Regions from separate parts of the Nothobranchius furzeri genome. Here region 1 is linked to region 2. Evidence: chromatin contacts called from public Hi-C data. All regions are on one chromosome and are shown on one strand. The core of a region is the stretch at or near the end of the contact, and the rest is flanking DNA. Distances in the headings are between cores, read along the strand shown. Region 1 holds the start of sp9 (sp9 transcription factor). Region 2 holds the start of cdca7a (cell division cycle associated 7a).

Region 1 (4,001 bases), core at 1,460-3,959, 130 kb after region 2:
GAGGATAGAGTGGAAACGTCTGCAGTCAAAATCGTTACTTTCCACAAGAAGATCCACGGCGCTCCCTTGAATTTTAAAATTAGCTCACAAAACACACCTTTTTGGGAGCCATGCTTCTCGCTCAGCTTCGGTCCCACACTCAGGAAAGTACATTCATTTGCAGAAATTAATAAATATGTTTTAAAAAGCTACAAGTGCTCAAGTATGACAACTTCACAGCTAGCACGCTCTCTGCAGAGCCTAAAATAGAGCCTGTGCAGCCTCTAGAAGTGTAAGCTGACACTGTGAGCTGCATGGTGAGCTGACCTGCACGTTCAAATTTAGCTGTGGAAAGTATGAAGGAGGTTAATGAGTGTCTAGTTGTAGAAAGCTCACTTACAGGCTTCAAAGTGACATTTATTCACCAGATTTGAACGGTATAAATCTGTGCTGACAGGCTGAAGAACACTCGCTGTGACGTTTTAATTTACAGCTGTTTGCTTCACTTTGTAATTGATTTATTTTTTATGTCTAATTTTCCAACCAAACTGCAGAAAATAAGAAAAACTGCAGATAAAACGAGCAAACTATTTAGGCTAAATCTACATGAAAGACACTTTCTTCTTTTTCTGATCCAAGTGGAGCTTCATCAGCATCCTTCCACTCACAGTTTACTCCAGCCCCCTTGGGAGAGAAACAGGTGTAGCCGCATGAGCACACTAAATTTCAACAATTAGTTAAACATCCTCAAATAAACTTCCCTCTGCAGACACACAAATTAAGACGCACACAGGGGCACAACCAGAAAGCACTGCCCAATCCAGCGAGCTGCCTGGTTTAACATGCAGAAAATGAGGCTGGAATAAACTGGATTTTGAAGAGTGAGGGCTTTGTGGGAAGAATTTTAAATGAACAGCTCTGAATTAATCATTTATCTTTTGTTGATGGATGCACCCCCACTTACACTCCTCACAATAGATGCAGAGCATTTTGTTCGACCAAATAAATCATTCCCATTGTTTAAGGTACATTGATCAATCTAATGGCTTGTAATAGGCTCCTAATTGCCACGGAGAAGTGCTCACGAATGCGGCTCGGGATTACAGATTCAACTCTGAATTCTCACTTGAATGACGAGAGATCATGTTCTCCTCTCTTGTGTTCAAAGCGGAAAAAATCTGGAAAACATCACTGATATTCCATTATCCAAACCATTTAAGGGAAAACAGAAATGGGTAAATTGGGAATAGATTAGATTTGAAACAAAATAATAATCAAAGTATGAAGGTGGATGTTCTTATTTATTGTGAAATAAATTAAAATGAACAGATTTTTAGAGAATAAATCTAACTCGCCTTAAGCTGCAATCATCTCTGCTTATGTAGAAAAGCCAGTTAATACTGTTAACAGCACTCAGGCAAATTGTCATGATTGTAAAAACGATTCAATTTTCTTGGCTGCGTTCAGTTGTTGATGAGACTGATTTTTATTCACCCTTTCAAAGGTGGGGCTTTAAAGCAAAGAGGGGAGGAAAAAGAGAGAGAAAGGGGGGTGGGGGGTGGGGGGTATTTGAACAAATTGCATCTGTGTTTACTGGCGCCATTCATGCGCCATAATAGCGCATTATTTGCCCGTTTTTGAATACTGTAATGCACAGCTTTCCGTGAAGCCCTTTCTATGGAAAATTGCTTTAACTTTAAAAAAAATGGGGGGGGGGGGTGAATCAGATGGGAGCAGGTCAATTTTACATTATATCTGAGCATTTTTAACAAGCATATGGAATAAAGCAGAAACTGCGGCAAGAATAAAAAATAATGAAATATACGGATTTTGTGGAAGAATTTACATGATTATTTTTTAAATATGTTTATTCTGATTGTGCATCCTGATTGGCGGCCTTGGAAGCAGGACTCTCTGATGCTGCAACTTTTACGCGCGCGTTTACCCCTCACCTGCTGTCACCTAAGAAGTGCGCATGCAGCGGGAAAAGCGCGCAAATAAGCTCACAAACACGTGGGCTGTGACTGAAAGTGATAAAATGAGATAAATGGAATTTTTGATCAATTACGTAAACAGTTTTTTTTTCTTTACATGCCCTGTGCCAAGTCATTTTACGCAGTCCTTCGCAGCCGGACCTTGCTCTTGAACTTATAATCTTAAATATGAACAAAAACACGTTAAAACAACAAAATAAAACCTTTAGCTTCTAGAATCTATGATTTCCATGCCAATCGAAACCAATTCCAGCTGCGCGTAAACTATATTTTGGATGATTGTTCTCTTAAAGTTTGTGCTCAAATTATCAGAACGTTCCAGGACCTATTGCGCATGATCTGAATATGAAAAACCAAGAAAGAAAACCTTTAGATCCGGAGTGAAGCCGCAACGATCCAGAACCACAAACAGGGAAAAGCGCTTACCTCCTGGAGATTTGACGCGTGAGCTCATTTCTACAGCGAAAAGCGACATTGCGCCTTCGAGTGAGAGAATACATAAAAATAACGGTATGCATAAAAAATATATCTATCAATTCGTGTCTTGTGTGACAGTGTGAGCAGAGGCTGCACAGCACATGATTGACGGCGGGGTTTTTGGTGTTTCTGTCTGCGGTCGTGCTTCTCATTGGTTGAGTTTAAACCCCGGCCGTGAACGCGGCTCGCAGATTGGCTGCGTCTCCTCTCCAGCTGTACTTCAAAGAAGACGCTCGCTACAACTAGGTAGTGTTGGGAGCTGTGAGCCAGGAGAGAAACCGTGTGACCCGAGTCAACACGGGAAAATCCGAATCAAATTGGAGTCATACAGCCTCGAGACCGCGAGCGCACTCACCGCAGCAGACCCTGGATATGGCTACGTCTATACTTGGGGTGAGTCTGGCTTTACGCACCAAAGTTGCGCATACTTGTTGTTTTCTACTTTACTTTGCAACAAAAGAAGTTGGCAGTTTATTCAAACGTGCATCTGTTCATGCTTTTAAAAAGTGCCGTTATAGTTTGGTCACCATTTATAAGAAAAATACTTTGAACAAATAGTTTGTGCGCTGCGCAAAAGGTCTCCAAACTTTTGTGGCAACAATCCGTTTAGTTTGTGATTTTTAGAATGTTTCTACATGTTTTTGTCGTAGTACACCCACTTAAAGGGAATTAGTTTTCTCTCTCTAAAATGTTTTTCGGCTAAATAAATAGTCTTTTATAATATTGCTGGGTTTTTTGTTCAAACATCCTTTATAAGTGAAAATTTTGGTGTTTTTCCAGGAAGAGCCACGTTTTGGAACTACACCTTTAGCTATGTTGGCTGCAACTTGCAACAAAATCGGTAACACCAGCCCTCTGACAACTTTACCCGACTCCAGCGCTTTCTCCAAAGGTGGATTTCACCCGTGGAAGAGATCCTCCTCCAGCTGCAACTTAGGATCCAGTCTGCCCGGTTTCACGGTGGCAACGAGCCGAGCTTCGACGGGACTAACACCGACCAGTGGCACCGGCAACAGCGCCTTCTGCTTAGCCTCCACATCCCCGACCTCCTCTGCGTTCTCCACCGAGTACAGCGGTCTGTTTTCCAACTCTGCGAGCGTCACAACGCAGGAATCTGGCCAGTCTGCTTTTATCTCCAAAGTCCACACTTCAGCCGAGACTCTGTACCCGCGAGTGGGCATGGCGCACCCGTATGAGTCGTGGTACAAGTCGGGGTTCCACTCCACCATCTCTGGTGATGTTGCGAACGGCGCGTCCTCGTGGTGGGACGTCCACAGCAACCCCGGCTCATGGCTCGATGTCCAGAATCCCACGAGCACCCTCCAGACTTCTCTGCACTCCGGGACCCCGCAGGCGATCCACTCCCAGCTGAGCGGCTATAACCCGGACTTCTCCTCGCTGACGCACTCGGCGTTCAGCTCCACCGGAATCAGCCCGTCCGCGTCTCACCTGCTGTCCACCAGCCAGCACCTGCTAACTCAGGACGGCTTCAAAACTGTCATTCCCACCTACACGGACGCTTCTGCCGCCAATGCCATGACTTCAGGAGGC
Region 2 (4,265 bases), core at 1,121-3,620:
CTAGGCACAGTTAGTAATCTCTGGTCAGCTGACCTAAGGGAACGCACCGGGACATGCTGGTGGATGACATCGGAAAGATATTTAGGAGCCCCTGTGTTTAACGCCTTGAACACAAACATGAGGACCTTAAACCTGATGCGATAAAAAACAGGGAGCCAATGCAAGGCACGTAGGACTGGTGTTATATGTTCAGACCTCCTGGTAGATGTTAACAACCGGGCTGCAGAGTTCTGAACCGCCTGGAGGCGTGCTACTGGAGCTTGTCTAAGTCTAAATCAAATGGTAAGCTACAATACATTGGTCAGGATTCAGAGCTATCCAGGTCACTCTGACCTTAAGAAGGGTTAAATATATTCTAAAATAAAAAAAACATGCATTTTCCTTCTGTTCATGCAATACTTTGAGACAAATATAACATTTTCTCATGTTATTATGTTATAGCCACCTTTTCTGATGGATAAGTGGATCGTTGGATTGCAACAAAACCAAAGAATAGACTACACCGTCAATTATGAGGTACCGGGGTAGTCCTTTTCAACATCTGTTATGTCTTTGTTATTATTGCAAGTAAAATGTATTTAACTTATTGTATCTGTTCCTTTTCATGTTTCAGAATGATGTGAAGTCACCAAGGTCAACAAGACACAGTCGTGAGGTGAGGTGGAGTCCTAACGGTGGACAAGATGAGATCAAGACCATAGAGCTGGTCATCGAGATGACTCCGGTTAACATAGACCCCAGAGACAGATCCAACTCTGGTAATTATGGGTACATTTTTTAGCTTTGTTGTCCTTTTAAAGACCAGTAAAAATGACTAAAGAACAATGCAAATGTTTCTTTAAGGTATTGATCCAACATGGATGGATAATGTGAGGCGGAAACATATGATAACCCAAAAATCCCAGCAGAAGTCTGCTCCTCTGAAGAGCTCTGATGCTCTCACGCTGCCTCAGTTTCTTTCCGCTCATGAAAGCCAAGCATCTTCTTACGCTGCAGCTGTGCGTCGCTCTCCAAACCACCTCCGTGCCTCTCCATGGAGCGACTCTCGTAGCTCCTCGCCAACAGCCAGCCTGTCGGCCAAACTCTCACCTCTCAGCCTCGGGTCAAAGGGCAGCAGTCCCTCCAGCACAACGTCGGAGAGCAATTCAGAGCGAGAGCGCCCACGCAGTGTCGGTGCAACGTACGACCGTTGCAGAAACAGCTACTTTGGCAACACGTTGAGTATGGGTGGGGGGCAGGTAAGGGGGCAGGCATGGACAAATAATAGAGGAAGCAATATTCATAATAAGAACAGCAGAGCTTCACGGCAGTCAGGGAGGCCACGATCCAATAGTTACGGTGTCACAGGACAGAACCGCCCACCAATGATACCGGGCATATTGTCTGTGACAGGAAACCCCAGCGAGGAAAAAGAGGGGGGCAAAGTCAACGATGGAGGGTGGATCAAAGTGGAACGTCAGAAGCGATTACCGCGTCAGGACAATAAACAACTCAGAGGTCGACAGAGGAGAGAGGGCAGGGGAGGGCGTGGCGCTGGCGGAAGAACATAATGTGGGCTGACAGCTTCTTTTAAACTGAAAATTCTCTGAAAGGGTTTTACATATGAATTATAGTCACTGATGTGCTCAAAAGGAGCTGCATAATGTAAAAGAATCACAGTAATATATGAGTGCATCAGACAGAATTTTTATTTCTTTTTTTAGAAAGAGAAAAATGACTTTACATGTACAAACCATATTTATGTTTTTAATAAAAGCAGATTTATTATCATGCACTGAAAGGAGGACAGCATCATCTACTGCAGCTGTTTTAAAAATGTTATTTAACACTTTTTGTCTTGTAGCAACATTAGACCAAGATACAAAGAAGGGATAAGAGCTTTATCATATTACAGCTACGTTTCACTTCCTGTTTACAGAAAACCTGTCATCCAAGTTTTTATTGTACCCTTTTACAGTAACAATGACAACAATTATCAGTTACTTTATTTTATCAAAAAGAATGATACTTTTTACTGACTGTATAACTCATGAAGTGAATAAATGACCTATTTCTTAAATAGTTTGATGTTTTTTCTGGGCCCTTATATCTTTAGGAAGGAGTTGTTGGAAGGGACTCAAATTTCTACCCGCGCTGTATGCAAATGCACCAATGGTGCTTTCGCGCTACTGCGCAGGATCTGGAAGAGACATAAGAATTAAAAGTAAAAATATATTTTTAAAGGTATTTACGTGAAATCGAATGAATGATTCTTGAGCATAATTGTATTGATTTATTGGATCGATTTTCAAAATGAATTCATTTGAGGCAAAAAAAAAAGTTTGGAGGGTTGTTTTTATGTAGCTTTCAGGGCCTTTTTGTGGCGCGGGAAATGAACGGAATGTAGCAACATGCAGCTGCAAATCCTGCTTTGTTAGCTGCAGAGCTGCTGATCGGTGACTTCCTGTAACTCAGAGTTGGACTGTTTTTGCCTGGAAAAATGCCTTTTACGCGCTCCAAGGTAAGAAAACCACACAACATTTTAGATAAACAGCACACCAAATGTTACGTTATTATATTCTAATAAAACATCAGGTCACAGATAGGTTTTGATTCCCCAAGCAGTGCATTAAAGGAAGGCCTGCACGGTTACTTTCAAGTTATGCACTCAGAACGCGTTTATTTAACTATTTTTTTTGTTAAACTGATAATAAAATATAATGTATTTACATAGACTACACTTTGTTTAGGCTTAGGGGTGTGTCCTGAAAACTGCAGCTAAACTATCCATCTGTATTAAATTCGCAAATGCATTCCCCACAACTATCACTGTTTCTTAGTATATTTACAATTGTATTTGAAAGTTCTGACATCATATGTTAAGTTGTTGCATCTAGCCAAAGTAGGAGGTTATTCCTTGTTATAGCTCTATAATATACAATTTTTAATAATAAACATTCATTAAGATCAAATGAAACTAAAAATATTTTCCGTTTGTTATTTTGACCCCCATTCCGAAACAGGCGGCCCAGCCTCCATCATCCAGGATGAGTTTGAGGAGGTTCTGCAGTGTTGTATTGGTTCCCATAGCGACCACCTCTTCCTCTGATGACAGCTGTGACAGTTTTGGCTCTGATGGGGGCTTCGCTAACACGGTAAAATACTGCAAAATGCCAGATTTGATCATACTTCTGTAGAAAATGGGAGCAACTATTGGTTGTGACACATGCCCTTGTCTTTAGAAGCAGATGAGGAGAATGACAGACAAACCCAAAGTGTTTGAGGACGACTCCTGCAGCGGCTCTGATGACAGCGAGATCAGCAGTCGGATCAAAGCTATGGTAGGAGGTGCAGCCGGAAAGATTTTGCAACTCTTAAACCAAGCGTGCATGTTCCTCTTGAACTAAAAAGATTTTATTCTTGCAGAAAGTAGAAACCAAGCAACCAAGACGCCGCAGACCGAATGCCCTGAAGGTTGCCATGAGTTTTCCCACAAAGACGACAAACAGGAAGAGACCTGCGTCTGAACCGCTGCCACAACCCAAAATCCAGGACTCTGACTCTGAGGAGGAGAACTTTATGAGCAAGAGAGCCCTGAATATTAAAGAGAATAAAGCAATGGTGTGGCCTGTTTTTTATTTTCCTACTTTTCGTCCTTGAATTTATAAAAAGATAAAAATGTTTTTTTTATTTTTATGTTTCAGCTTGCAAAGCTCATGGCAGAGCTGAACAAAGTGCCGGGGCTCTTCCCAGGAAGACGAATGGCGATGTCGGCTTCAACCACTGTAAAGTTAACCGTCTATTAACAACAGGTCTTTCACATTAACTGGTGATTTTTAATTTAATTTATAATTACCTCTGTCAGCCAAGACGGACACCTCAGCGATCCACGGGACTCCCGAGAGCTTTCAGGAGAAACCCGGAGCGGCTGTCCCGACCCCACACTCGTTCTCGCTCTCAGGTGGATGGACCCCCCAGCCCGACCCCTAAGGAAGACCCCGAAGATGAGTTCAGCCTGGTTCGCAAAAGCCGCTACTACGAGGAAGTTGATGAACCTGTAAGAAAGATCAGAGCTTTTGGTAAAATCTCGTTCATTTAAACGTTCTGACGCGTAAAACTTTCCTGCACAGCCACGCCGCCGGTGCTTTAGTGGCACTAAGGCCATCCCTCACGTGGTGCGGCCTGTGGAGGACATCACAGAGTCGGAGCTGCAGGGGATCTGCTTCAACGTGCGGGATAAGGTCTACAACAGCTCCACTGTAAGTTCTGCGCTCACCGTGTCATTA

The links. A called contact is a pair of places that touch in the nucleus more often than the background predicts.
Region 1: a Hi-C map of skeletal muscle shows a contact between it and region 2, with 8 times the contacts expected there. The contact joins the promoter of sp9 here to the promoter of cdca7a in region 2. A contact is called at or near these places in 2 of 2 Hi-C or Micro-C datasets (skeletal muscle and tail fin).

What each region holds. Positions count from the first base shown.
Region 1 is chr14:21,120,147-21,124,147 of NfurGRZ-RIMD1, forward strand. It overlaps sp9 (sp9 transcription factor), which reads left to right and starts at 2,710. Exons shown (of 2, transcript XM_015966474.3): 1 at 2,710-2,843; 2 at 3,231-4,001. The coding sequence starts at 2,823. It overlaps LOC107390009 (obg-like ATPase 1), which reads right to left and starts at 252. Exons shown (of 11, transcript XM_015966476.3): 1 at 98-252. The coding sequence starts at 112.
Region 2 is chr14:20,987,509-20,991,773 of NfurGRZ-RIMD1, forward strand. cdca7a (cell division cycle associated 7a) reads left to right here and starts at 2,371. Exons shown (of 10, transcript XM_015966480.3): 1 at 2,371-2,500; 2 at 3,003-3,134; 3 at 3,222-3,320; 4 at 3,406-3,600; 5 at 3,684-3,764; 6 at 3,845-4,036; 7 at 4,110-4,238. The coding sequence starts at 2,480. map3k20a (mitogen-activated protein kinase kinase kinase 20a) reads left to right here. Exons shown (of 20, transcript XM_054746926.2): 18 at 442-516; 19 at 614-758; 20 at 844-2,059. The coding sequence ends at 1,550.